2 separate regions of the Canis lupus genome follow, and region 2 is linked to region 1. The links are chromatin contacts, called in public Hi-C maps. All regions are on one chromosome and are shown on one strand. Each heading gives the region's core, a stretch centred on a gene start, on an enhancer-like site or on the middle of the called end of the contact. The rest is flanking DNA. Distances are from core to core; before and after follow the strand shown. Region 1 holds the start of RPN2 (dolichyl-diphosphooligosaccharide--protein glycosyltransferase subunit 2). Region 2 holds the start of BLCAP (bladder cancer-associated protein).

The links. Hi-C and Micro-C count contacts between places; a contact is called where the count stands out from the background.
Region 2: a Hi-C map of blood shows a contact between it and region 1, with 4 times the contacts expected there. The contact joins the promoter of BLCAP here to the promoter of RPN2 in region 1. A contact is called at or near these places in 3 of 9 Hi-C or Micro-C datasets (blood and skin fibroblasts).

The regions. Positions count from the first base shown.
Region 1 is chr24:26,392,688-26,400,181 of UU_Cfam_GSD_1.0, forward strand. RPN2 (dolichyl-diphosphooligosaccharide--protein glycosyltransferase subunit 2) reads left to right here and starts at 3,313. Exons shown (of 17, transcript XM_038572266.1): 1 at 3,313-3,621. The coding sequence starts at 3,609. It overlaps MROH8 (protein MROH8), which reads right to left and starts at 3,794. Exons shown (of 24, transcript XM_038572249.1): 1 at 3,475-3,794. The coding sequence starts at 3,746.
Region 2 is chr24:26,690,113-26,697,606 of UU_Cfam_GSD_1.0, forward strand. It overlaps BLCAP (bladder cancer-associated protein), which reads right to left and starts at 2,768. Exons shown (of 2, transcript XM_038572276.1): 1 at 2,614-2,768. LOC106557698 (a long non-coding RNA gene) reads left to right here and starts at 2,688. Exons shown (of 2, transcript XR_005377830.1): 1 at 2,688-3,033; 2 at 4,787-4,883.

The DNA of each region.
Region 1 (7,494 bases), core at 2,063-4,562:
GTGTGAAGCCCCACGCAGGGCTTGAATTCACGACTCTTGAGAGAAGGATCTGAGCTGAAATCAAGAGTTGGATGCTTAAGTGACTAAGTCCCCCAGGAACTCCTGTGCTTTCTTTAATAGGATAGCAAGTACATAATTTCACTGTATCATTCTTTTTTCTTCATTTATGTATTATAAATATTGTTTTTTCACTTAGTCAATAGTAAATAAAACAATTTTGGGGGAAAAAACCCCAAACTGATAAAGTTTGAGCTTCTTCCTATGTACTTATATATCTTTAATAATTAAGAAAAACTAGTTAATTAAAAACACACAAACCCTCTAAGAGTAAAATGGCTCTGTCATACAGTAGGTCATAGAACTGATTTTTTTAAAAAAGCTACAAATCTGTTGTACCATTTTATATTTCCACCAGCAGTATATGTAAGTTCCAGATGCTCCGCATCCTTGCCTGTATTTGGTATGGTTGGTCTTTTTATATTAACTATTTCAGTGGACCTGCAGCAATACCTCATTTCAACTTAATATACAATGCAGTTAATATGTAATGATGTTGATTATCTTTTTATGTGCTTATGTATATCTTGATGAAGTGTTTATTCAGATCTTTTGTTTGTGTTTTTTTACTGGGTTGCTTGCAGTGAGTGGTATGCTGATAAATAAAATGTTTAAAACAGACTCTTTAAGTGTAGTTTTTAAGTGAATGCTGGTTGGTATTTTCATTTACATCAATGAGTAAGATGTAACTGAAACTTCAGAAGTGACTTCTCTGAGTTGGATAATAGTTTTCAAACCCTAGAACAATATTGCCTCAAGTTTTTGGGCTATTTGCAATGTGAAGCTTATAAACATGACACACATCTAACTTTAATCTCTCTCACTCTTTTAAAATATTTTAATTTATTTGAGAGAGAGCAAGAGAGAGCACAAGCAGAGGGGAGAGGGAGAAGCAGGCTTCCCACTGAGCAGGGAACTTCATGTGGGGCTCAATCCCAGGACCCCAGGATCATGACCTGAGCCAAAGGTAGACATTTAACTGGCTGAGTCACCCAGGCGCCCCTGAATTTAATCTTTATTAACATTTCTCCATCATTAAGTTTAGACATAACAAAGCAAAAAATCAAGCCTTGGTGTATAGCATTCATTGATTCTATGGTGTAAATATTCCCATTGTGGACAAAGTCAAGCTACCAATGTTACTTTAGAAAGAGATGTACAGTAGCACACCACCATATAATTTTTCCACCATATAGATGCAATAGATATAAGCAACCACAAAAGCATAGAAAGTGATAAAATAATAACAAAATGATAACTTTGGTTTTCAATAGACTTTATTTCATTGTAAGTTTGTATAATTTAATTTTTCTAAATAGCTGTATTTAACAACAATTTTGTAAAATTCTTGCTAAATGTAAAGGTTTTATTTATTTATTTTTAGAGAGGGAGTGTGTGAGCAGGAGGAGAGGCAGAGGGGGAGCAAGAAGAAGAGGAGAAGAATCCCATGCAGGCTCCACTCTGAGGCCGATGCAAGACTTGATCCCACATGCAGGACTTGATCTCACAACCCCGAGATCATGACCTGAGCCAAAACCAAGATACTCAACAAATTGATCCACCCAGGTGCCCCTCTTCCTAAATTTCATAAGTGACTCTTGCAAGCCAGTATGAGATGGCTCCAGCACAACACTGGCGGTCTTATTATTGAGTTGGAAGAGGTGTGTGTGTGTGTGTGTGTGTGTGCACGCATACACACGTGCGTGCATTTGTGTGTGTTTAAGATTTATTTGAGGGAGGGAGGGGGGCAAGAGTCAGAGGGAGAGAGAGTCTCGAGCAGAGTCGGAGCTGAGCAGGGACCCTGAGATCAGGACCCTGAAATCAGGACTGAGATCACAACCGGAGCTGAAACCAAAAGTCTGAGGCTCAACCCACTGTACAACTCAGGAGCCTTGGAAGGTTTTTTTTTATATATTCTGTATCAGCACCATTCAATAGAACTTTCTGTGATATTGGAAATGTTCTGTAATTCTGCACTGCCAAAAATGATATCCAGTAGCCACATGTGGCTATTGAGCATTTGAAATGTGGCTAGCACAACTGAGGAACTGAGTTTTTCATTCTAATTAATTTAAACTCAAATATCCGCACAGAGCTAGAATCTAGTTTACTGAATAGCACAGTAGTACAGAATAGTATCCTCTATTTGGGATAATAATATCTGGAACACTAATAATAAGACTTACTACGTTATGCATACTTTATATGTTCACAATAGTTAAAAAGCAGAGATTATGATGGAGTCAGGCTGCCTGGCTTCATACCTTTTAGTTCTTTTCTCTATAAAATGAGAATAACAGTACAAACAGTCCAAACCTCACAGAACAGCAATAAGGAGTAAATAATGTACGTAGAGCACTTAGTACACTTGTTGGACTATCCTGTAAATGCTCGATAATTGTAGTTAAGTCACTTCCATTTTTTTTTTAAATTACTGAGTGATTCTTATTTTAAAACAAGCAGGTTGTTTTGCTCTCATAAGTCACTTTTTTTTTTTTTTTGGTCACTTCTATTTTGATCCTGTTACTTCTGTAAAATTGGGCTACTATGTTCCTCAAAGTCACTGTACTAAGGAGTACTAAGTCCGCAGAGATGCTTTGCAAATCAAAGAAAACATCACTCGTAGCTAAGTTATTAACAAGCGAAACAATCTTTGGAAGCAACTGCCATAATTTCCTAAAGAGAAACAAAAGAGGAGGGGAGGGAAGGAAGGGGGTAAGGAGGGAAGGCAGGCAGGCAGGCAGAAGGAAGGCAGAAAGAAGAAGAAAGACAGGAAAGAAAGACAAAAAGACAAAGACAAGACAGGAAGACAGAAGGAAGAAAAAGAGAAGAAAAGAAAAGAGAGGAGAAAAGAAAAGGAGAAAAAGAGGGAAGGGAGAAAGAAAAGAAGAAAAGAAAAAATCGAAAAGAGGAAGAGGGAAAGGGAGAAAGAAAAGAAAAAGGAAAGAGAAAAGAAAGAAAAGAAAGAAAAGAAAGAAGAAAAGAAAAAAGAAAAGAAAAGAAAAGAAAAGAAAAGAAAAGAAAAGAAAAGAAAAGAAAAGAAAAGAAAAGAAAAAAGAAAAAAGAAAACCCCAGCCCTAGAACACTACCGGCTCTTCCTTACTGGACCCTTTCCATTCCTTTAAAATTGGCCGGGCTGCAGAGAGCCGACTGAGTGACGGCGCAATTGGCCAATCAACGCGACTGGCCAATCAGCGGAAGCCCCGTTTCGGGCCCGCCCCGACGCCTCGTCCAATCGCGCGCTGGTAGCGTCCGGATTAGGACCGTTGCGAGACGGCTGGTTCCAAGTGAGCCAGGTCGCGGGGGGAGGGAAGCGGGCCTGTACGCGAGGACCGCGGCGCCCTTTGCGCGCGGGGACTGGAACTGGGGCCGCGGTTCCTGGGACCAGCCCTAGCCTGCGGGACGGCGGGGGCTGACCTGTGCCGAGATCCCATTCCAGCACGCGCAGTCTGCTGCGAGTCCCTGGCGTCCCCTCCGGCGTGCTCTTGGAGCCACTTTCCCGAGCGGAAGTCAGCCTGCGGCTCCGGCCCTGGTGGGACCTGCTCGGAGGAATGGCGTCGCCGGGTGAGGCGTAGTGCATGGCTCGACCACGGGGCCCCGCGGCCGGCACGCCTTGGCGAGTGGACGCTGGTGCTCGCCACTCGGGAGCTTGCCAGGCGGGAGCCTCTCCCCCTGTAGGGCAGGGGCATGGGCTCGGGCTCGGGCTCGGGCTCGGCTCGGGCTCTTTCGGGGTCGAGTGCGTGACGGAGGGCGGGCGGAGCGGGTGGGACTGCGGGCGGGCGGCGGTGGGGTGGGGGCCAGTGCGGCGGGGAGCTACGGGTGCCCCCGAGGCCCACCCGCGGCCCGCGGTCAACTCTTACGTCTGGCTTCGCCCATCCGTTTCACTCGCGGCGGCTCCCGGGCGGGGTGACCTGAGAGTAAGCTTTTGGCCAGGTCGTCCTTCTTTGGACCGTGGTTTCCAGTTCAGTTTAAAAAAAAAAAAAAAAAAAAGGAGCAAAAGGAAATCACTCACCTCTCTGGGGGCTTAGGGTATAAATTCTTAAATTGGATTCTCCTGCTGCAAACTTGGGAGTCGGCCAAGTGTCCGTTGTATGCTCCAGTCCAAGTTCCTTAACCCTCTTCATCTCAGTTTCTGATCTGTGGACTAGGTTATTAGTCACATCATCTGCCGAATAAATTGCTGTCCTCAGTGAGCTGATCCTCGTGCATAGTGTAGAAGCGTGCACGGCCCTGAGCAAGCATCAATAAAGCTAACTGCATTGCTGCTGAGCGGACCCTGTGCACGATGGACTCTCACGTAGTCCCACAGCGGCGTGGGGGGAGGTGTACTACTATTTATATTTGACAAAGAGGAAGACGCAATTTCAGAGAAGTAACTTGCCCAAGATGACCGTGAATAAGAGAGTGGGTCATTGCCCCATTTTTTGAAAAGTTGAGGGTTAACAGAGTAGTTAAACTTTGGATCCACACTGCCCGCATTTGGGGTTCTCGGTTTCGTGTCTTAGGGCAGTTAATTCCTAATGAGTCTCCATTTCTTGATCTGTAAAAGCACACTCACTTGGATGTTGTGAAGATTGAATGACTCAGTACATGCCAAGTACTAAGCGTAGTATGGGCATACCCCACACATGCTAAGTGCTCAGATTTTAGCCAAAAATGTTGTTGTTGTTAATTCGAGGTGGGAAGATGAGGATTCTGACACAGACGCCGTGTTAGGGAAATTTATAGTCTAGCTGGGAAAATGCAAGTCCTCATTTCCTAGATCTTATTATATTTAGTACATGCACATACACAAGGCACTGGGGACTCCACATTAGTGTCTTGACTCCTCTTTTTCTTACATTGCTCTATTCTTAAGCAGTTCTGGCTTTGACCTTGAATTCCAGCCAGACTCTGACGGCTTCTCACCTCTACTGATGTCACCCTGGCTGTGACCACCATCATCTTTTTACTTGGATTATTACTAACTGGCGTCCCTCTTTAGGTCCTTTCTCCTGCCTAGTCTCAAGTTTTGTGTATTCTCAACACAGTGATCCTATTAAATTGTAGGTCAAATCACTCCTCTTCTCGAAGTAGGAGTGATTTGACCTACAATATAATAGGTCAAATCACTGGACTTCTGCTGGCTCCTATCTCACTCAGTAAAAGCCCGAGTCCCTAGAAAGTTTTAAAAGGCCCAGGAGATTTGGCCTCTGCTACCTCTGTCATCTCTTCCATACCTTTCACCCTTCACTTATGCTATACTACTACTACTGGGTAGCTATACTTTCCTCTTTGCTAATGTCAAAAATGCTATATATATTGTTGATTCAGGGTCTTTGCATCTTGAGATAGTTTCCCCCAAAATATCTTTGTGACGCTCCTTTTCCTTCAAGTCTATACACAGTAGCTTTATTTCTCAGACCTTCATAGACTACCATATTTAAAATCGTAGCTCTTCTCAGATAACTCTTCCAGGCTTTAGTTTTCTCCATAGCACTTTTCACCTTCTGATGTGATAAATGTTTCCTTAGGTGTGTTGTGTGATATCTTTCTTTTCCCACTGGAATGTAGACTTCATGAGGCTTGGGGTGTGCGTGTGTGTGTGTGCACACGCGTGTGTGTTTCTGATTCCTGCAGAAGTATATACCAAAAATAGTGCTTGGTAGGCATTCAATAAATATTTATTAATGAATACTCCACAATATATTTCCCTTTGTAGTGTTTTAAAAAGATCTTCCAAATTCTTTAGATTATTTAACATATGCACAGGGATTTAAATAGAACTAGCATTCGTAGAACGATTCTGAGTTACTGCTAATGTAGGCATTGTTTCTAAAACATTCTCCAAAAAATAGTGGAGTGTAAACTCTATAGTTAGATTTGAGTTTGAGTCCAAGATTGTCTGCAGACTACTCTCGTTCTCAGTTTTCTTTTCTTTTTTTTTCTTTTTGTTTTTAAGATTTTATTTATTTGCTTGAGAGAGGGAGAGAACAGAGAGGAAGTGGGAGAAGCAGACTCTTTGCTGAGCAGAGAGCCCCAGGGAGCCCAATTCAGGGCTTGATCCCAGGACCCTGAGATCATGACCTGAGCCAAAGGCAGATGTTTAACTGACAGAGCTACCCAAGCGCCCCTTGTTCTCAGTTTTCTTATTTGTCAAATAGATAATAACGATGCCTTTTAAAAATTTTTTAAGGATTTCGTTTATTCATGAGAGACACAGAGAGAGGCAGAGACATAGGCAGAGGGAGAATTAGGCTCCATGCAGGGAGCCTGATGTGGGACTCCATCCAGGAACCCCATGACCGTGCCCTGAGCCAAAGGCAGACGCTCAATTGCTGAGCCACCCAGGCCTCCCTTGATGCCTTTTTTAAAAAGTAATCTCTCCACCCAACATGGGACTCGAATTCACATCCCGATATCAAGAGTCAATGCTCCACTGACTGAACCAGCCAGGTGCCACCTAATAATGCCTTTCTTATGGGATTCTAGTTGAAACTAAATTTGAAACTATAGGCAGAGGCTTTAGACCATTACCTTATGATTACAGTAGTGCTCCCTCCCTCTTCTGCAGAGCATACTTTCCAAGATTCCCAGTGGATGCTTAAAAGTGCAAATAGTACTGAACCCTTATATACTATGTTTTTTTCTACACATACATACCTATGATAAAATTGAATTTATTTTTTAAACTTTTTTTTTAAGATTTATTTTTATTTATTCGAGATAGAGAGAGAATCAGAGACACAGGCAGAGGGAGAAGCAGGCTCCATGCCGGGAGCCCGACGCGGGACTCGATCCCGGGACTCCAGGATCGCGCCCTGGGCCAAAGGCAGGCATGAAACCGCTGAGCCACCCAGGGATCCCCATAAAATTGAATTTATAAATTAGGCATAGTAAGAGATTAACAATGCTAACTAATAATAGAAGAACAATTATAATAATACAGTATAATAAAAGTTATGAGAATGTGGTCTCTCCTCTCAATATCTTGTCCTGTACTCACTCTTCTTGATATAGATGCCTACATAATAAAATGTCACCATGATGAGATGAAGTGATTGTGATGTAGCAGTAGGCTACTGCTGACCTAACAATACCAGACCGTGGTTGAGTGTGGGTAGCTGAAACCATGGGAAGTATGGATAAGGTGGTGGGGGTGGATACTGTGCTGTTAATTGGATAGCCAACAATTCATGAGCAGTCATACAATGTACCACTCGTAATTGCTTCCTGTCTCCTGGAGCATAATAGACAAAGATTAATTTTTCTTTTCATTTATTTAGCAAATATTAATATACTTCTGTGTGCCAAGAAATGTGTAGTCCTTGGAAATACTGGTATATTCAGAAGAAACTATCTGTCCAGAGTTTAGCAGAGGAATTAGACATTACAGTATTATAGTTGTGAAAAAGACTACATAGAGTACAGGTTGCTATGCATGGATATAGCAACAAT
Region 2 (7,494 bases), core at 1,518-4,017, 300 kb after region 1:
CTATGAACATTTCAACATGTGTTCTCAGTGAAGACTGCCTCACCTCAGAGCCTTCAAGAGGTGTGCCCACAGTCCCACTGTCCCAGATACTCTAACCTCAGCCCAGTTATAAAGTGGCTGGGTTCAGATAGACAGGGATGGAAAGAAGGGTCTGGCTGTTTCGGACAGAGCATGCTCCCTTTAGCTTTTTGTACCCCCTTTGAAAGGCGGGAGGCTGCTGGCAGCTCTATGGCTTTCCAGATAATCTTGGTGAAGCCCATCTGTGGGACTTCTCCATCCATCCATCAGCGAGCGTGGCATGGTGAGATGACAGACTTCCAGGCAAGGGCTGTCCTGGTGGCCTACATCCCACATGGGTGGGCTTGAGTGTGCAATGTCCACTCCCCCAACTTCATCCCTCAGCCCCAAACCCTCATGTTCTGGCAGCAAACACAACCCACTGGAAAAGGGAGAAGGAATGTGTCCACACTTTCTATTCCTGTGTGGTGCCTAGAAGTCTGGTCCAAACATATCCTGTTTATAAAAATTTTTCCAGAAGCAATACCGTTAAAACATTTTATTCTGATAGTGAGCAATGGTAGAAGTTGAAAATGACTAGAGTTTTATTGCAGGGCCCTTAGTTCACAGGCCTCCCTTCTTCCTAAACTGTTTCTACTACTCCCAAAAAGGCTTTGCCCTCATTAAGACCAAGCATACAGCAGATGAGTTGTGAGGCTACTGGGATGGCTTTGCAGGACTCAACCAACAGGCAAGACTCTTGCACTAATGCCCCAAGAAGGATGTTAGTTAGTGTCTTAGCCTAACCAGTTAAGCTGGGGGTGGAGGGGAGAGGGAATTAGGTAACATGACTTTCAAAGGTGTGGGCTGCTGTGACACTATCTCTGTGGAGTATTTGAACTGTGACTGAAGGAAGGGGTGAGGGGACAAGTTTCTTAAGCTTCAGCTGCAACAGCAGCTTATTACACCTGGGTTGGATGAGGGAACAGGTTTGCTGTGAGCCATTTGCTAGATATCTATTGTCAAACTTGTATCTACTCAGGAGCCAGTAACCTAAAGTGAGATTCTGAATTTGCAGTATTATCCCCAGAGATTTAAACGTGCACAAACTCGCACACAACACACAAAACATTAGCCTAACAACAGTCACTTTTTCCCTGGTGGCCTCTGACTTCCTCTATATGCCCCAGAGACATGTCACCATCTTCTCTGGGAATGATTCCGTTCACCCTCCCCTCCACCCCTTCTCCCTCCCACAGGGCCCATACCCCAGCAGGATCCAGATTCCTGAGCATTCCCAGAACAGGAAGTCAGAGAGGCAGGCAACACATGGTCCTCGGTATAGCACAGTGACAGGCTTGAAATGGAATGCATGTCTCAAAGATAAGAGAACAACAACAAAAAAAAGACAGCCAAACCCAGACTTCCAGATTCCTCTTTGAAACAACATATTACAGATAAAAGGTTAAACTGTTTTTGGCAGCAGTTCTAACAAGACCAATGACAGACAGAGAATTGATCCGGTCACTGGAAACTGACCAGGGCTCTGAATCTTTTAACAGATTTGTTTGACATTAATTAGTCTCTGATCTAAAACAAACAAATAAATAAGATCTAACACTTGGCATTAGCACTTAAGCTGGAACTTTTTTTGTTTGTTTGTTTGTTTTTGTTTTGTTTTTTGGTCCTGGCTTTGGTGTTGCCGTCCAGAAGGCTGAGGGGATGGTTGGACCATGTCAGGCAGGGCAAACAGAAGCTGTTCCCAACACACCAGCTCCCTGAAAGGGATAAAGCACGATCCGAACCTATAAACAGAAAGATCATTTCCTCCCTAGGACAGACCCCGGTCTGTCCCAACGTTTAGCGTTGAAAAGGGACGTGGAGGCCTGGCAGAACTCACAGGTTTGGAAGGGGTAGCGACAAAGCAACTGTTCCCCATCCCCCTTTCTTCTTTGTAGGCCACTGGAGTGCCGGGCATTCCGTTCCCTCGGCTGCCCTTGAGGGCCACTCCCCACATATGCTGGAGGAAAGGGATCGGGTGTACAGACTTGACAAAGTTATGAGAGGAGGAGGCACCCGCGACTCAAAGCAGAGCGTCAGCCTATTACCCCGTCACCTCGGACACCACAGCGGGTGCCTGGGGTGGAGACCACTTTCGCCCCCTCTCACCCGCGGCCCTTCTAGGAAAAATGCGACTGAAGTGGCGGGGACAAGTTAGCAGGACTCTCAGAAACTGGGCCCCCTGCCAGGGGCCCCCCGGGGCGCGGAGCGGGGAGTCGCGCTCCCTCAGCCCCGCGCCCCCCGACTCTGCCTGTCGCGTCCCGGGAACAGACAGGCGAGCACTGACTGACCTTGGAGGCCGGAACGAGACCCAGGGGTCCGGGGCCTCGCCCTCAGACCGGGAAAGAACCCCCGCGGCCCGGGGGGGGAGGGGGACGGGGGCCCACACAGGGCAATCACGTGACCCCACACAGGGGTGGCTCCCCCAGGGTGCGCGGAAGGAAACCCCCCGAAAGGGACCAGGCGACGCCTAAGGTGACCCCGAAGGGACAACATGGCGCCGCCGCCGCACCGAGGGCCTCTCATCCCGTCCCCAGGGGGCCGACGCCACGGTACCTGCGAGCCCTGCCATGGCGCCGCCGCCACTGTCGCCCTCGCTGCCGCAGCCAGCCTCCACCTCAGCTCGCCACCGACGCCGCAGGAAGCCGGGGAGACGCCCCCTTCGTCTTCTAGTGGAGCAGGCCGAGGACCCCTTCGGGTGTCGGGCTGCCTCTGGCAGACGCCTGATCATAAAGCACAATTTGGGGTCGTCCTCTCCCGATGTCCCCCAATGTGCGCCTCAGACGGGCCTTTGAAAAGTTTTCTGTGCGTGTGTGAGTAACTCAGGGGACTCGCAAGTCTTCAAGCCTGAAGAATTTTTAATCAGGCGCGCCCCGGACAGCCCAGCACCACGGCCTCATGGTCCCCTCATGCATATGCAGCAGATTGTGATCCTCGCTCGCTGAGCGCCGAGGGGGCGTACCTTAGGCTCCGTAGGTGAGCTGGGGATTCTGGTTCCCTGCGCGGATCCCCCGTGTCATCCGGGCAGGACCTCGTGGCTCAAAGTCCGTCCCCTCCCTGGCCCTTTCACCGAGGGGCCAAAGTTCAGGAGCGGAGAAATCGGGTTCAGAACTAAGGACCTGATTAGGGTCAGGACCCGACTCCTCCCCGGGCCCTCTACCCCGGGCAACTGGTCTACCCCGACTCTCGGCTTCCCCGGGTCTGATGAAATGCCTTCTTCACAGAGTTGTTACGGGGAGTGAATGAGTCAGGATTCATTTATTAGCTAATTGAGTTCCTCGAGGGCTTACTCTCTTAGTGCAGTGCTAAAGGCGAAGAGTGTGGCATAGACATTGCTGTAATCACAAGGCTCTGACAGTCTAGTGGGGGAAAGTGTGGGGGCGGAGGGGGGGAGAGGAACGAAGGTCAGCAGAGAATCACTGTGTTAGTAATATTAACCAAATCGATATGTAAGTATACAGCATGGAGAGGGCAGTGGGGGAAAGTAAGGAGGGTTATGGAAAGTGAATGAGGTCCTAATATGGGGCACGAGGTGGAGGTGGATCCTCCTTGAGAAGCTGGTATTTAGATTGAGACACCAAGGACAATTAGGAGTTGTGCAGGGCAAGAGAGACGGGAAATGTTCCAGGCAGCAAGAACCACTTGTCCCAGATAAGGTGGGAAGGAGCAGGGTGTGGGTGAGAGGTGAGCAAGGCGTAGTGCAGGTAGTGCTACCAAACGAATTTGGATTTCTATCTTGACAGTAACGAGAAGCCCTTTTCATCAGGGGAATGATAACAAATTTGGATTTCTGAAAGGCAATCCTGGTTGCATGGCTTGGAAAACACTTGGGAGCAGATGTGGGGGGGCGGGGAGGGAACCAGTTAGAAGGTTATTGCAGCTTTCCAGCTACAAAGTAATGATGACTCAGGCTGGTGGTTCGGAGAGATGGAGAAGTAAAGGATGGAAGATTGGATGTGGATGTGTGCTAAGGGGCAATGGCAAGAACATCTAGGTTTTTGCCTTGAGTAGGAGTCAAGAACCCTTCACTAAAGTGATGAAGCCTGAAGAAGAATCAGATTGAGGGGGAAGATACAGAGCTTGGCTCTGAGAAGGCAAGTTTGAAATGCCTGGGCAATGTCTAGGTGGAAAGGGTCAATAGGCATTTTTATATGAGATGAGCTCAGAAGAGAGGTCTGTGCTGGAGATTCATATTTGGGTAGCATCGGCACATATGTAATGGATGAGATCACGGAGCTGGATGAGTTCCCAAGGAAGGGAAGGTAGATTTTTGAGGAACAGAGGAGGAGGAGCCAAGAAAGGAGGCTGAGAAGCAATGACCAGAGGGATAGGAGGAAAACCAGGTGAGCATGGGATCCCAGAGAGGAGGTTTCAAGAAAGAGAAAGTGCTTAGTGGGGCTGACTGCTGTAGACAACAGAAATTACACCATTGGGTTTGGTTACAAGGAGAGTTTATGAATTGTATTCTTTATTTTGTACGTCCACAAAAACAAACAAACAAACAAACAACAAAAAAAAAAACAAATCAATTAGCTTAAAAAATAAGTAGGCTGCCACCCAATGGCAGATTAATTGAGTGGCTTGGCAGTGTCATCAAGGGACATTCCATCTGCCAGGTTTATTTCATCTCTGTTCTGCTGTCCTTATGATGGTTTCATGCTCATGGTCATAAGATGGCCAGTCCAGTTCCTAAGTCACATTCAAGTCAATATGTCCATTCCTCCTCCAGCTTAGAAACATACTGGATGTGGCCTCTCTCTATTTTGCTGCCTGCGGACTGAGGGATCAATGCACCCATGCCAGGTACACCCAAAATAACACTGGAAGAAAAGAAGAGTCTCATAGTGGAGGCAAGGACGTGAAGCAACTGAAATTCTTGCATATAGCTGGTGAAAGAGGATACAGCCATTTCTGAAGACCTGCAGTTCCTACGAAATCTGAACATACACCTAAGCTGTGACCTAGAATTTCCACTCCTAGGTATTCAATCTGAGAGAAATGAGTGCCTATGTTCACAAAAAGACTCGTGCAAGAATTTTCATAGCAGATTTATTTATAGCTTAAACTAGAAATAGCTCAATGTCCATCAACAGGAGAACTGATAAATTATGGCGCATTCATCCAAAGGAATACTATGTTATACATATAAAAATATAATAAACTGATATATGTGATATGTGGATTAATGTCACATACAGTATGTGTACTAAAAGGATCCAGACACAAAAGCAGTACATATTGTATGATTCCATTCACATATAAAGTTCTATCTGTGGTGATAGAAATCAAAATAGTACTTTCCTGTGTTGGTGGGAGAGGAGTAGAGGTGGGAAAGGAACAAGAGAGAATTTTCTGGGATGCTGGAAAAAGTCTGTATCTTAATCTGCTTGGTGATTACATTGGCACAAATTCATCAAGCTATACCTTAAGATTAGGGGATTTTATGTACTTTATGTATGTTATGTTATACCCCAAGAGAAAGAAGATATAATAGAGGGAGGTATCCTGCCAATCCATGGTAGTGGTTTGTGCTGTTGAGCAAGAATCAGAAGGTACTTTTTTGGAGAGACTCTGCCTTCCAGTAACCTTGATGCCAGGTCTGGGCATTGACAAGGCCTCTGTGGCCAACCTTCTTCCCACTTGCCATTCATTTATTCTGGGGCCCCAGAAAACTGGAGAAGGTAAGACAGGGCTCTCACTCACATGGGGCTGGCTCCCGGCCAGCTGGCTTGCTTCCTCTGTACACACAGGACTGCTCTCCTCTCCAAGCTCAGTTCTGGTGGTAGAAATGACACCAAAGGGATCCCTGGGTGGCGCAGCGGTTTGGTGCCTGCCTTTGGCCCAGGGCGCGATCCTGGAGACCCGGGATCGAATTCCACGTCGGGCTCCCGGTGCATGGAGCCTGGTTCTCCCTCTGCCTATATCTCTGCCTCTCTCTCTCTCTCTCTCTGTGACTATCATAAATAAATAGAAATTAAAAAAAAAAAAAAAGAAATGACACCAAAACCGGGGTCTGACTTGAGGGACCTGGAAGGTCTTTCTGCCCTAATATTTTGCTCAACAGACCTCAACTTCCTGCCAAGACCTCTCCAACCTGCCTTGTTCCACCAGACATCCAAACTCACTTGTGACTTCTCTCTCCTGCTTCATGCTCTCCAAGTCTTGCCCATCTTTTCTGCATCCTGCTTCAGGCTTTTCTGTCTCCACCTCCAAAACCTTGGTCCAAACTACCACCCACTCACCCTTGAAGCAGCCTCTCACTAGTCTCCTTGCTCCACATCTCAGCCAAAGCCATCATCCTCTTCATAGAAGCCAGGATGATCTTTCTCAAATGACCCTGTCATTCTTCCTCTTGAGTGGGTGTCTCCTCTTCTCTGTTTTCACCTGTCAAGAAATTTCTAGGGGATCCCTGGGTGGCTCAGCAGTTTAGCGCCTGCCTTCGGTCCAGGTTGTGATCCTGGAGTCCTGGGATCGAGCCCCACATCGGGCTCCCTGCATAGAGCCTGCTTCACCCTCTGTCTGTGTCTCTGCCTCTCTCTCTCTCTCTCTCTCTCTCTCAGTCTGTGTCTCTCATGAATAAATAAATAAAACATTAAAAAAAAAAAGAAATTTCTAGTTGTCAAAGTCCCAGATCAAATGCCGCCTCCTCCACGAAGACTTTGTATTCATTTAGCAAACATTTATTGAGTACCTAACGTGTGCTAGGCACTATGCTAGGAATGGAGGATAGAGAGAAGAATAGACAAATGCCGTCTAAGGAGTCTTGGGAGATGGTCAATAGAGCAGTGCCAGTGTGTACGTACTTCTTGTTAACTCTCACTGGACTGTGAGCTCCTTGAGGGCAGAGCTAATGTGGGGGTCATTTCTTAGCTTCAGAGCCTAGTACCAGGCCTGACAGGGAGGAGGAAGAGGAGGAGGAGGCAGTCACTGTGGAATAAATGAAAGGGTGAAGGAGTGAGGAAATGGATGAAAGACCTAGCCAAAGCTCTTTTCTTTCCCATTTGTCCTCCAAGCCTCCAGTTGAGCTGGTAACTGGGTCCATGGTATTCTGTTGGCACTGGATAGCAAACTTGGGGTTAAATGATAAAGAATAAGCAAAAGATTATGTTATTTATAGTGCAGTGTTTTGTGAAACCACACTACCTACCTTCCTATGTCATCATTCCATTTGACAATTACTTTTTCTGAAAATCAACATTATTTCTTTAGCAAGACAAGATATGGGAAATGTAACTTGTGACAGAACGACAGTGATTTATTAAATCATCAAAGAAGCCATGTATTACCAAAAGATTTAAAATTTGATAAGACACATGATTACCAAAGTGACCAAAGAAGTAGGCTCTGGGATAGCACAGACTGCAGCCAGAATGCCAGGGTTTTAATCCCCCTGCATTTTTTTTTAGTTGTGTGTCCTTGAGCAACTTACTTACCCTT